Linked DNA regions of Mus musculus: region 1 is linked to region 2. Evidence: chromatin contacts called from public HiChIP or PLAC-seq data. All regions are on one chromosome and are shown on one strand. The core of a region is the stretch at or near the end of the contact, and the rest is flanking DNA. Distances in the headings are between cores, read along the strand shown.

Region 1 (5,816 bases), core at 1,280-3,779, 360 kb after region 2:
GCCCTCCCTCCCCTCGGGACTCAGGGAAGAAGAAAGACCCAGAGGCAGATGGAGGACTCCTAAGTCTTCCAGACGCAAACAGGACTGATAAGCATGTGAACTCACAGAGACTGTGGCAGCATGTGGACCTGCCTAAGTCAAGCCAGACAGGGTCCCAGCGCTGAAGGGCACTCATCTTAACCAAGAAGCTGGCTCCAATTGATGCATGCTTGCAAAGGAGTCTCACCAGATATACAAATGACAGTTACGGGGAGGCCCAGTGCCCAGCAGTAGATGGCCAACTCAGAATGTTTCCTGTTCTCTCTCTCTCTCTCTCTCTCTCTCTCTCTCTCTCTCTCTCGTCTGTTTTGGTTTTGCTTGTTTATTTTCTGAAGAGAGAAAGAAGGCATGAAGCTGGATGGATGAGGAGGTTGCATCCTATCACAGTCTTATCATAAATGCCATTGCTCTGTGTGTGTGTGTTGCTCTATCATCTATGGCATATGCCTTTGAGACTGGGTTTCTCACTGAATCTGGAGCTAGGCTGGTGACTAGAAAGGGCCAGCATTCCTCCAGTCTCCATGTCCATTAGTGTGGGGTGACAGGCACCCTATAGCCTTGCCTTTTATATAGATTATGGGACTTGAACTTGAGTCCTCATGCCTGTGTACCGAGCACTTCTGCCCACAGAGCCTTCTCCACACCCCATCATTGCTTAATGAAAGAAGACAATGTTGATAATCTCTTCCCCTGGCTGGGGATATAGCTCAGCATTTTTCACAAACTAGGTAAGGGATGGGGGTCTTCCATCCTTAGTCCTCGTCTTCAAGTTAAATTGGCAGTTGCCAATGTGCCACACCAGCTGGCCACGCCCAGTTGGCTGTTATTTCCCTGGTGGTGGTAGCCTGAATATGCACATGGAGTTGTCAGTGAGATTCTGCTTTTGGGGATCAGCTGTCCAGAGCCAAGAGGTTGGCTCCCTGCACTCTCTGAGCACTTCTCCCCCACAAGATTTCCTAGTTTTTTCGGTGGCTGATTTCATCTGGAATCAGTTGGGATTCCACCATCCTCCCCCTATTTTCTAGGGGAAACCTTGCCTGGCTTGCCTCTTCCTCTCTTTGTAATGTTAAATAAACAAGAGTGTGCACTTGCTTTTTAAAAATAGTATTCCTTAAATTGTGACGAAATAAGCACAACAAAATTCCACCATCTTTCCCGCATCCATTGTCTTCTTGCACAACTTAAAAAACATCGGCTTCCTATTTTCTCCTCACCCAGCCTCTGCCCCAACAGTGCCACCTTCTGTCCCTGAGACTCTGACCACCAATGGGACCCTGGCTAGGGTGTGACATAGCATTTTGTGCTGAGCAGAAGAGGGACCCTGGGCTTGATTCCCAACAACCCCAAACCAAAATTAAAAACTTCTTAGAACCACATGTAACTGCAGCCATGCGATACTTTACAGACAGACCTTAAGGTCCTCGTAGTGTGTACAACTTTGACCTCCAGGTTCCTTTCTAAGGCTAACAGCATCCCGGTCTATGGACCATCTGTTCTTCATCTATCTGTGGATCACACCCATCTACAGCTTTTGCATTTAATGTGACCTCTTTGACATTTTAATGTGGGTTTCTTGCCATTATAGAACCTGATATTATTAAGCCCCCTCCCTTATTTCTGTTTTATCTCTGTGCATGCCTTATTGAATCTCCTGGAGTTGAATATGCTAAAATTAGAAATTAACAAGAACAAGAACAAGATATTAAAGAGTTGGGCATTGTGACAAAGTTCTGGCCTTGCAAACCTGGTGATCTGAGTTCAGTTCCCCAGACCCACAGTGAAAGGCAGGAACCTCCTCTACCTATGGAGGTTGTCCCCTAACCTCCATAGACATGCATGGTGTGGCAAGAGCATCTGTCTATGCATACGTGATGTGATGTGATGTGTGTGTGTGTGTGTGTGTGTGTAGTTTCTGTGGGTGTGAGTGTGCTGTGTGTTTTAATAATCACAGACCATTAGAATTAAAAATTCAAGTGTTTTCATTTTTTTTCCAGTCTGAAATGATTATGTCTCTATGTAACCTCCACCCCACCACCCCCTTTGAAAACCTCTGCCAGGCTGGGGAAATGATTCTGTGGATAAAATACTTGCCCAACAAGCGTGAAGATCAGCGTATAGATCCCCAGTGCCCCTGTAAAGCCATGTGGGTGTGGAGGATCCGGTTCCAGAGCTCTGCAGGTGGAAAGAGGAGCTCCCCAGGGAAGGCTGACCAGCTAGACTGGGTGAGCCTTCCAGCTCTAGGTATGTTGAGAGACCCTGCTTCACTCTGTAACTGAGAAAGACAGTAATGGAGGAAGACATTGGATGTGAGCCTTGGCACTCCACCTACACACATGCACTGATACACACATGCACTGATACACACATGCACTGACATACACACATACATGCAAATGTCGTACACAGCCATCTGGGCTGTGGGGGTGTCTCTTCACCCGAAGGGGGAAGTTATGAGCTCCTGAGCTCCTGTTACCCAACCCCATTCTTTAGAAACACAGTCATAACTCCTTATCTGGCTGCCGATGTCCAAGAGTGGCCTTTGAGATTGCATCGCCACAAGGAAGTGAGGTGCCTTACCAAAAGAAACCAGCACAAAGTTCAGGCCTCTTACTCAAGAAAAGCAGTGTGGTTAGTCCACTGGAGCCTGGAGCCTTGACTGCAGCTCATGCTGAAGGTCTGTGTGTGTTTCACCAGCTCACAGCACTGCTGGAATCGGGGCTCCCCCAGTTTGGGGATCTGAGCTGAGGGCCAGACAGGAGCCTCACTGGGTGTGGGGGGAATACGGTGCAGATTTGTCTGGGACACAGGTTACTACCACATCCTTTGTAAGTTGTGTCTGGCATAATGGACGCAGATTGAATTTTCCTTCAGCTGCTTTGTGCTGGAATAACACAGACCAACTGGCCTCATGTGTACTTATGCCTTGTTATATTTATAACAACAGCTTGTCTGGTCCTTGTAAACCCTGTGAACTAGGTACCATTGTTGTTCCCATTTTACAGACAAGGGAACTGAGGCATACAGAGAGGTCACATAACCTGCCCAGAGCTAGAAATTTCCAGCAAGTGCTGGTGGCCCTAGGATCTATGCACTTTCTTTCGGACCGCAGTGCCCCTCTGCGGAGCACAGAGGCAGCCTAACTTCAACTGTCCAGTGACTCGTCGACTCAAGGGTGGCTTCCTTTCCAAGTTGCTTCAAGTGTTTCTCTTTTACTATTCAAAATTAGATCTTCACCTTTCAGCAAGAGTGTCTTGTTGAGAGACATGTAATTTGTTTTCTTTCGGGAGCCTGAGTACATGACTCTATCTGCCAGGTCACCGATTTTAGATGCAGTTTAATTCTGACAGCTCCAAAGTCTTGTCCTGCCTTGTTACAGTGCCTATTCTAGCTCTCAAGGCCACTGTGTCCTTCTTGTTCATAAATTGAAGAGTTTCTACTTAAAGAAAAGAGGTTGGGACTCTTAGCAGCTTTAAAACTGTGGCACCAGAGTTCCGAATCTTCTTCCTCAGTAACAAACACTATGATAAAACTATTAATCCATCCCTGAATAATTTATATGTTTATCTATGAATATAAATAATTTATAAATATGATGAACTGCAAATAAAAATCTCAGCTTAGAGGGAGGGTTGGTTAAAGCTTAACAGAGTCTCAACTCAATCTAGAAGAAGAATGCAGCCAAGACATGTCTGCAGAAGAACAGGGAGGATGATTTTCAATTGTATTGTAGCTGCTAGGCTCTGCTCAGTCTCTCCTGCCTTTATTCAGATATTTTTGGTGGGCCCTTTGCGGCTTCTGGGATGAAGTTCGAGCTCCTGGGCATGAGGATCTGTAAAAAGAGCCGCCTAACAGTATCTAAGGGAGTCACAGAAGCAGCCAAATGCTTACATCTCTGCATGTACCTAGGGCAGCCTGCTATTTATCCCACATTTCCTTTTGGCCGCTGTATGCAGACATTGTCAGTCATAACTTGTTCAGAAACTGAGACACCAGGCTCTGGAAGTAGCCCAGGGCAACGGCAGCCTTCTGGGCTTGAACAATGGCAGCTGCCTGAAAAGGTGCCAGAGCTCCCCCAAGAGCCCCCAAGGCCTACAGAAGCTCACATCCAAACTGATCATGTGACATTGGATTTGTTGACAGACCTCACCACCACCACCACCTCGCCACCCCTCCCCCACTCTCTCACCTGAGTGTTATCAGGTCCCTACTCTGTCTGGCCCTCCCAGCTGTCCCATGCTGTTAGTTAGCATTAACTCAGAAAGTAACCGCAGAACAGGACTCCCAAGCCTGACTGCCAAACTCTATGAGGAAGTTTGAGGGCACCCCGGAGTCTCTGTTAGGGTGCTGGACTGAATGCTCAGCCGCTGTTCTCCAGTCAGGCCTTGCCTGAGGTGCCAGGAAGCTAAGCCAAAATGTCCGACTCCTCACTCCAATCCTCTATCAGCCTGCTCCGTGAAATCACATCCTTAACTTCCACGGCCTTGCGGAAGGCTTGGGAAATCTCAGTTCTCAGCTCTCTACCCTAAGCCACCCCTTGCTGGGTTCTCAGCGAGTTGCTGGCTTTCTGTCTCTTCCTGACAACAGCTTTGCTTTGGAGTTCATACTCCACGTAGGGTAGAACAGCAGATGTAAATGAGGTCTTTTGCCTCTCCACCCTCTCCAATATAGTTATGTCTAGCCATGGCTGTGCAGGACCCTGGCACCTCTGTAGAGACTAGGGAGTCAATGTCCTCCCACACTGTGGGTATTTGGAAGTAAATGTGGCTCTCCTCTATATCAGGGGTTCTCAACTGAAGCCATATCTAGAGACAGTCTGGGTTGCTGTACTGAGATGGATGGAGCTGCTAACAACAACAACAAGTCTTTTGACCATCAAATGTCAGTAAGGTTGACCTTGGGAAAGCCAGGTCTCCCCTTATGCTGACCTCCCCAGAGTTCAACACCCATACAACATGGCTGTGCTCCTGGAGCAGGACGCCTGGGAGGGGTGCCTCAGACTCTAAATAGCTGCAGTTAGACAAGATGGTCAGAGGAGATCCTCCATTTGGAAACCCTCCTGTGGGCTCGGGGCCACGCCCTTCCATTATGCAAAGGCAGCTGCCCCAGTGAGCCGGGCAGGCATAAAGGTGACGTGGTCAGGAGTAGCTATTTGATCTCCAGTTTTTCCAGAATTTCCACTCCCGTGCCAAGCATGCCTCTCCAGATGCGGTTCCCTGTCCAAGAGCTCAGGAGGCTCACCTAGAGCCGTCATCTTCCAATGGTGAAGTGATTCCCCTCTGCGCCAAGTCTCCTCCACAGACATCCAGTTCACAGGAGCCGGAAAGGTACAAGTTAATGAGTTTTCTGTAGTCTGGTGGTTTTGACTCGCCTGAACTATAATTTCAGGGCCAGAGTGCAAGAGGAATCCTTATGGAGTTGACTGTGGGCCTGCGCTCATAGGAATCTGCTGAAGTGGGCTCAGTCTGTTTTCCTTTGGGGGTAGATTTTAGGGATGCTATTTTAGGTGTGAGAACCTTCAGCTGAAGGCTACACACATATCTTACTTTTCTGTAAACCCTTGACTCCATCTTCAGGACCCTTGAAGCTCCTTGGTTGCTATGGATACCCTGTAAAGTCAGATTATAAATGAGCTCCTCCATCTCCCGTGCTTCCTCTCTGAGAAGGGCACTTACCAATCTCATGTGTAGCCTGGTTGACTTCTACATAGCTCGGGTAGGAAAGATTTCCTCTGTGACCTGGATTTTTAAGGAGAGTCTACATATTTTCTAGATTGTTAA
Region 2 (5,409 bases), core at 1,280-3,779:
TGTGCTACCAACTTCCAATCACCCTCTGTTCACTGAACCAGAACACTGTCAGAGTCTGAAGCCAATACTTGGTGCTTACAGGAATGCCTTCTGTCCCCTTTGGCATGCTGGTGTTTCCTGTTGATGCCCCCCTGGTTGTCACAAGCCTTTGCTGTGACAGACAAACAAGAAAAGCTGGAGGGTGAGCTAAGAATGTTGTTTAATTGCTTCTCCCACCTTCTCTGCAAAGCTGAAAATTGGGAACAGAACTCAGAGCTGAGCTGGTTTCTCCAAGGGCCCATGGTGCTTGCCTAGGACTTTACAGGTGTCCAGGACCCCATGTCCTTCCCTGAAGGCATACACACATTCTGAATGAGTCACCTAGAGCCTGGGACACCCTAGAACCCAATCTACACTTTAGGAAGCATGGCCCTTTTTGAAGTTATGATGATTGGTTGAGTTTCTAGAAAGTTCTATGCTATTTTCTACACAGCCTCGGGGTGGTTGTATGTAGGTTTGTTTGACTTAGGAGAATAAAACCAACTTTTCCATGCGGCCACAGCTTGCTAGCTCTGTACCACTCTGGAGAGTTTGGCTAAGTCTTAACCCACAGCCCTCTAGAAGCATCCAACGTTTTGGAGAAAGAAGAGCTCAGGATACATACCCCACCCCGTGTCTCTCTGCTCTGAACTTTCTTGGAGCTGTACATGTCTTGGTGGTCCCATCTCTGTCTGCTCATGGGAGTCTCTGAGGCTGAGTCACCCACCCTGCCGCCTCTTCTTCAGTAAACTGCCACTGCCCCTGGGCTGAGTCACAGTCTGAATCCCACGGATGCATTAGTGTCCCTGGGGCTTTGACAGTCACACAGCCAAGACATTTGTTCTTAATCGTATACCCATCCCCACCCAGCAAATGGTCAAAACTTCCCAATGGGGATTGAAACCACAAGTGTAAGGCAGAAAACTTAACGAGCAGCTATTCCTGCCTGGAAGAGACTCCACTTGGAGAATGGAAGTGTTTATCTCATTGGCATTTGGAGGAAGAGCAGGTTTTTTTTAGGAGATGTGATGGCTTTTTCCACTAAGGTCAGATACTTTCTCAGTTCCATGGCCGAAAGCTCTCTATCAGTCCAGGACTGTGGGACCAGAAGACAGGCTCTGGCAGCTGTCCAAGCTCTGGGAAAGGGAGGGAGTCTGTTCTCGGGCAACAGCTCTCACAGCGTTGCCTTTGAGGAAAGGGTAACTGATTGCCCACAAACCCGGGGTAGCAGCCTCCCCCACCTGAAGTCTGGAAGGTTTGTCCTATCATTCACAGGCTCAGACAGGAAGTCCCCACCCCCAGCCCAGTCAGCTACTTCCACCTCAGTTCTCAGTTTCTGGCTCCCACCCACTGCCGCAGCCTGGAATTATCAGTGGGGTGTTCTGCCTCATACCCACCTGGCTCTTGTGTTTCTGGGGAGGACTGTACATGATGTCAGCATTCTGTAAGAAATCTGAGAGCAACACACAGCTGCTCTCTGGCCAGTTCAGTCAGGGACCCAAGGGGGTCTGGTGGCAAGCACAAACACCTCAAGGGGAAATCTCCAGGACAGAGGAAGGCCACTGAGAGACCCTTAGAGCAAACTCACCATCAAGTTCCCTTAGGAGTCAACTAACGTCTAATGAAATATGACATACAAGGGGGGATGGATAGGATATTCTAGAAATGGCTGTGAGTGGCTTAGATGTGGGGTGTGTTATTTCACTTTTCCTATCACTGAGACCAAATCCCTCTAAAGACCCTTTGAGGGAGTAGGATTTATCCTGGCTGGTGGTTTTAGAGGGTTCAGCCCATGGTTACTCTTCCCCATGAGTATGGGGAGAGCATCATCCTGGTGTCAGGAGTCTGTGAAAGGGGCTGCTACTCACCCCTTTGCCAACAGGAGGCAGGAAGGGGGTTGGTAAAGACACCAGAGAGAATATAGTCCCTAGAACCCACACCCAGGGACCTTCATCCAGCTAGATGCCACCTCCTTAAGTTTCCTCTAAAATTAGTGCTACCAGCTTGGGATGAGGTATTCAAAACATGAGCATAAGAGGTAAGTTTCATATTCAAACTCTAACATGAAGTGCTCCTCCAAAGGCTTCATCCCCAGGTGAGAGTGCTGCTGGGAATTGAAGGGATCATAAAGACTCGGGCTTCATCAATGATCTGATTCAGTGAGGACTCTGACTTCAACCTTACCAATGAATTACCCTACTAATGAGTTCATAACCTAAAGGGACTAGAAGGAGAGAGGGTTTGGTTGGAAGAGGTGAGTCACCAGGGGCATGTCTTTGAAAGGTCTATCTTGCCCCTGTTTCTGCTTCTTGGTTTCCCTGGGGTGAGCAGCATCCACCACACAGCTCCTCCCTCCATGGTTATGTTCTGCCTTATCACAGGTCCATAGCAATGGGGCCCACAAAACCTCTGAAGCCACAAACCCAAATCCTCCTTTTAAGGTATAGACATCAAGGATCCTGTCACAGTGCTGAAAGGCTGACTAATACATGAGTCCACTTCTGAGCCATTAACCCTGCTCCCTCAGAGCCAGTGCATGGGTGCTACCACCCACCCCTGGCATCTCAGGCACATCCCTGTTTCATTCTGACAGGACATGGTTCTTTCTTGAGGTGTCAGCTTCACGTTTGGACACTCTGGAGAGCCATATGCCTGAAGGGCTTTGTCTGAATCCTCACAGGTTGGATAGCATGCAGCTCCCTCAGTACGAATCTGTGCTGAGATGGAACCACATCTCTGAGCCCCAGGACATGTAGCTTTTGGAAACACAAAGAGGAGAATTATATATTGGGAGGGACCTGAAGTGCACTGGATCCTGATTCTACCCCTCTTTTCTATCCTTTTGTTTGTCTGTCTGACTTCCTGATTTCTGACACTGGGTGTGTTTTGGGTCCAGGACCTGGCTCCATACCAGGGCCTATTCTGTTTGATTCCTTGATTTTCTGTAATTTCTGCAATGAACTGCCACATTCTTGTTGGCTTAAAGTAACAAAGAGACTAGAAGTCTGAAATAAGTGGCAACCCACGATACAGACAGGCTTCCATCCCTCTGGACACTGCAGAGGAGAAGCCTCCCCCTCCTTCTCCAGCTTCTGGTGTTGACTTGGGCTTGGCTCACTTCCATCACTGCCTCCAGGGTCATGTGAGCTTCTCCCCATGTATGTCACATCTCCCGGTGCTCCTTTCATAAGGATGTGTATGACCATGTCTGAGCTCACCTGGATATTCCTGACCACCCTCCCCTGTTTCCAGCTAACATTTAGGGAGTTAGGGAAATAACATTTAGGGAGGAAAGCCACAGAGAAGATCATAATGCTAGCTCACCAGTTCCAGCTGTGGCATGGATGTCTGTGGAGATGGGAATTTATTATCTATCTTCCACCCCCAGATCTGAAGCTGACCCTTTGCATTCCTACTGAAATGCAGATAATTCCTAAGCCTTCCAGACACCAAGGTCAACCAAAAAGGCAGCATCCGGTCCTACTGCAGACCATGTCTTCTGCCTACATGTCAAGCTGCACGTGTCACCCAGCCCAGAGTACAAATGTCAGAGTATCACCGGAAGCCCTGGCAAGATGCTGCTTTCAGAGGAGGTTCTGATCATCTCCATGCTTTCCTGTATCTGAAAGCCTCTCACCATGTGTGTTACATTGCTAATGCAAAGGTACAGCAAAGACTCGAGGGAAAGAGAAAGAAACAAATAAAAACTATAACTCATTCCTAGTGCAGAGTCTGCTGCGCATAGGGAAGGCAATAGGAGTCACGCATTTGTGTCTCCAGATGGTGTCAAATGTACACAGGGAAGATGCATCTCCCTGGAGCAAGAGGTCTCAGTGCAGGTGGGGGGAGGCGGGGCCACTGATGGGAGTAGTGGGAACATCTGGACCCTTGGCTCCGTTGGCTTAGCCCCTTGACAGGAAATCAAATATTATAGAAAGGAAAAGGGTCGTGCCTGTGTCCCGGGTGTGAGAGACTTGCAGGACTACAGAGAAGGTTGTGGTCATCTCTGCTTGACAGCATTGCAGCTGTGCTGGACCGCACTTGAGAGTATCTTAGCTACCACAACAACAGGAAGTCATAGGAGCTCACATCTATCCTTCTCGGCATCCTTAAATGTGCTTTCTACTGTTCTGGGCAAACATTGAAGGACAATTCATGAAGAAAATGGAAAATTCTCCCCAAGGTGCCTGCTTCCTACCAAGATCACTCCTGAAAGCTTATGTGAACTTGGTTAAAATATTTGCTGTCTGGCTTATGAGATGGCTCAGAAAATAAAAGCTCTTGCTATGTAAGCCCGATTATCTGAATTCTATGCCTGGAACACACTATGGAAGGAGAGAACTGACTTCCAAAAGTTATCTTCTAAGCACCACACAAGTGCCATGGCATGTGTATGAGTGTGCACATGTGTGTGTGTGTGTGTGTGTGTGTGTGTGTGTGTGTGTGTGCATGATGCCCCATGGCAGCTGGAAGCAGATCCTATGTTCCATCGTAGAACCCAAAGAACACACCTGGAGGAATTTCATTCTTTCCTGAAGAATTCTGATTTTTTCCTTAGTGGATTTCAAAAACAAGTAAATCCAAGCATTGCATAACGTATCTAATTAACATGCAGAAGGGAGATCCTCAGTCATCCATCACTAGTCAGTGTTCTTAGAAGAAATTAAAGCAGGGTAGTAATCACTAGGAGGCAAGTAAATGGCTGTCATGTGACTGACCCTAGGGAGAGGTGATGAAATGTCTATTCATCCCAGACAGGGCACAGACAACACACTAAAGAACACATTCTACCCAAGTCTAGCTTAGTGAACCAGTTTATTGGGATTATTTATAGGAGCATAAGTGGCTCAAAGGCCACTCTATCACCAAGAAGCCCATTGCAAACATAGATGACAGTTCATAGAGGATGAGTTCCTGAAGCTCCCTGCATGGCTTTGAAGGTCACTGGGTCTGCCAGAGAGTCTTTTCTACTGAGCAGTTGTTACTGCTTGTATAACCCTGGGGGCAGGAGGGGGGGGTGCTGATGAATCCTGTAATCTCAGGAACTTCCTGGGACTTGTGAGTTGTTTACTTCCTGAACCTAATTATGTTTATTCCTTAAGTCTTCTTGAGCCTCTTCTGGAAGGCTCAGTGCTGAGAACATTGCTACAGCACTGGGGATTTCTTCCAGAAGGATTGCCTGATAACTGTTCCCAGGGGAAAGGCCCAGGATGGCAGCCTTTCAGGAAGCATCAAGCCATTAAAACAAATCAGAAACTGTTTTGCTAATTGTTTGAATAAGAATCCTCCATAATTCTCTGGAGCATCTGTGCTTTCCTAAGCTGGCTAGTCTTGCAACTCCAGTAGCTGAGGACTCAGCTGCCTTTGCTGCTAACAACTGGAGAAAACACT

The links. HiChIP or PLAC-seq counts read pairs in DNA pulled down with a chosen protein or histone mark.
Region 1: a contact with region 2 is called in a FOXA1 HiChIP or PLAC-seq map of pancreatic cancer cells. The contact joins two enhancer-like sites. A contact is called at or near these places in 1 of 39 promoter capture datasets (the 3T3-L1 cell line) and 2 of 115 datasets of contacts at active chromatin or transcription factors (effector CD8 T cells and pancreatic cancer cells).

Annotation. Positions count from the first base shown.
Region 1 is chr1:91,039,217-91,045,032 of GRCm38.p6, forward strand. It overlaps a transcript of Lrrfip1 not described here. Among named protein-coding and RNA genes, the nearest start is that of Lrrfip1, 11 kb to the right of the region's middle. Within about 2 kb of position 2,530, at least 74 of the 459 cell types and tissues checked have an H3K27ac peak or open chromatin away from gene starts, as enhancers often do. A contact at or near this core is called in pancreatic cancer cells, where this site is marked.
Region 2 is chr1:90,675,487-90,680,895 of GRCm38.p6, forward strand. Gm9991 (a long non-coding RNA gene) reads left to right here. Exons shown (of 3, transcript XR_878398.1): 3 at 3,407-4,169. Among named protein-coding and RNA genes, the nearest start is that of Gm9991, 3.7 kb to the left of the region's middle. Within about 2 kb of position 2,530, at least 26 of the 459 cell types and tissues checked have an H3K27ac peak or open chromatin away from gene starts, as enhancers often do. A contact at or near this core is called in pancreatic cancer cells, where this site is marked.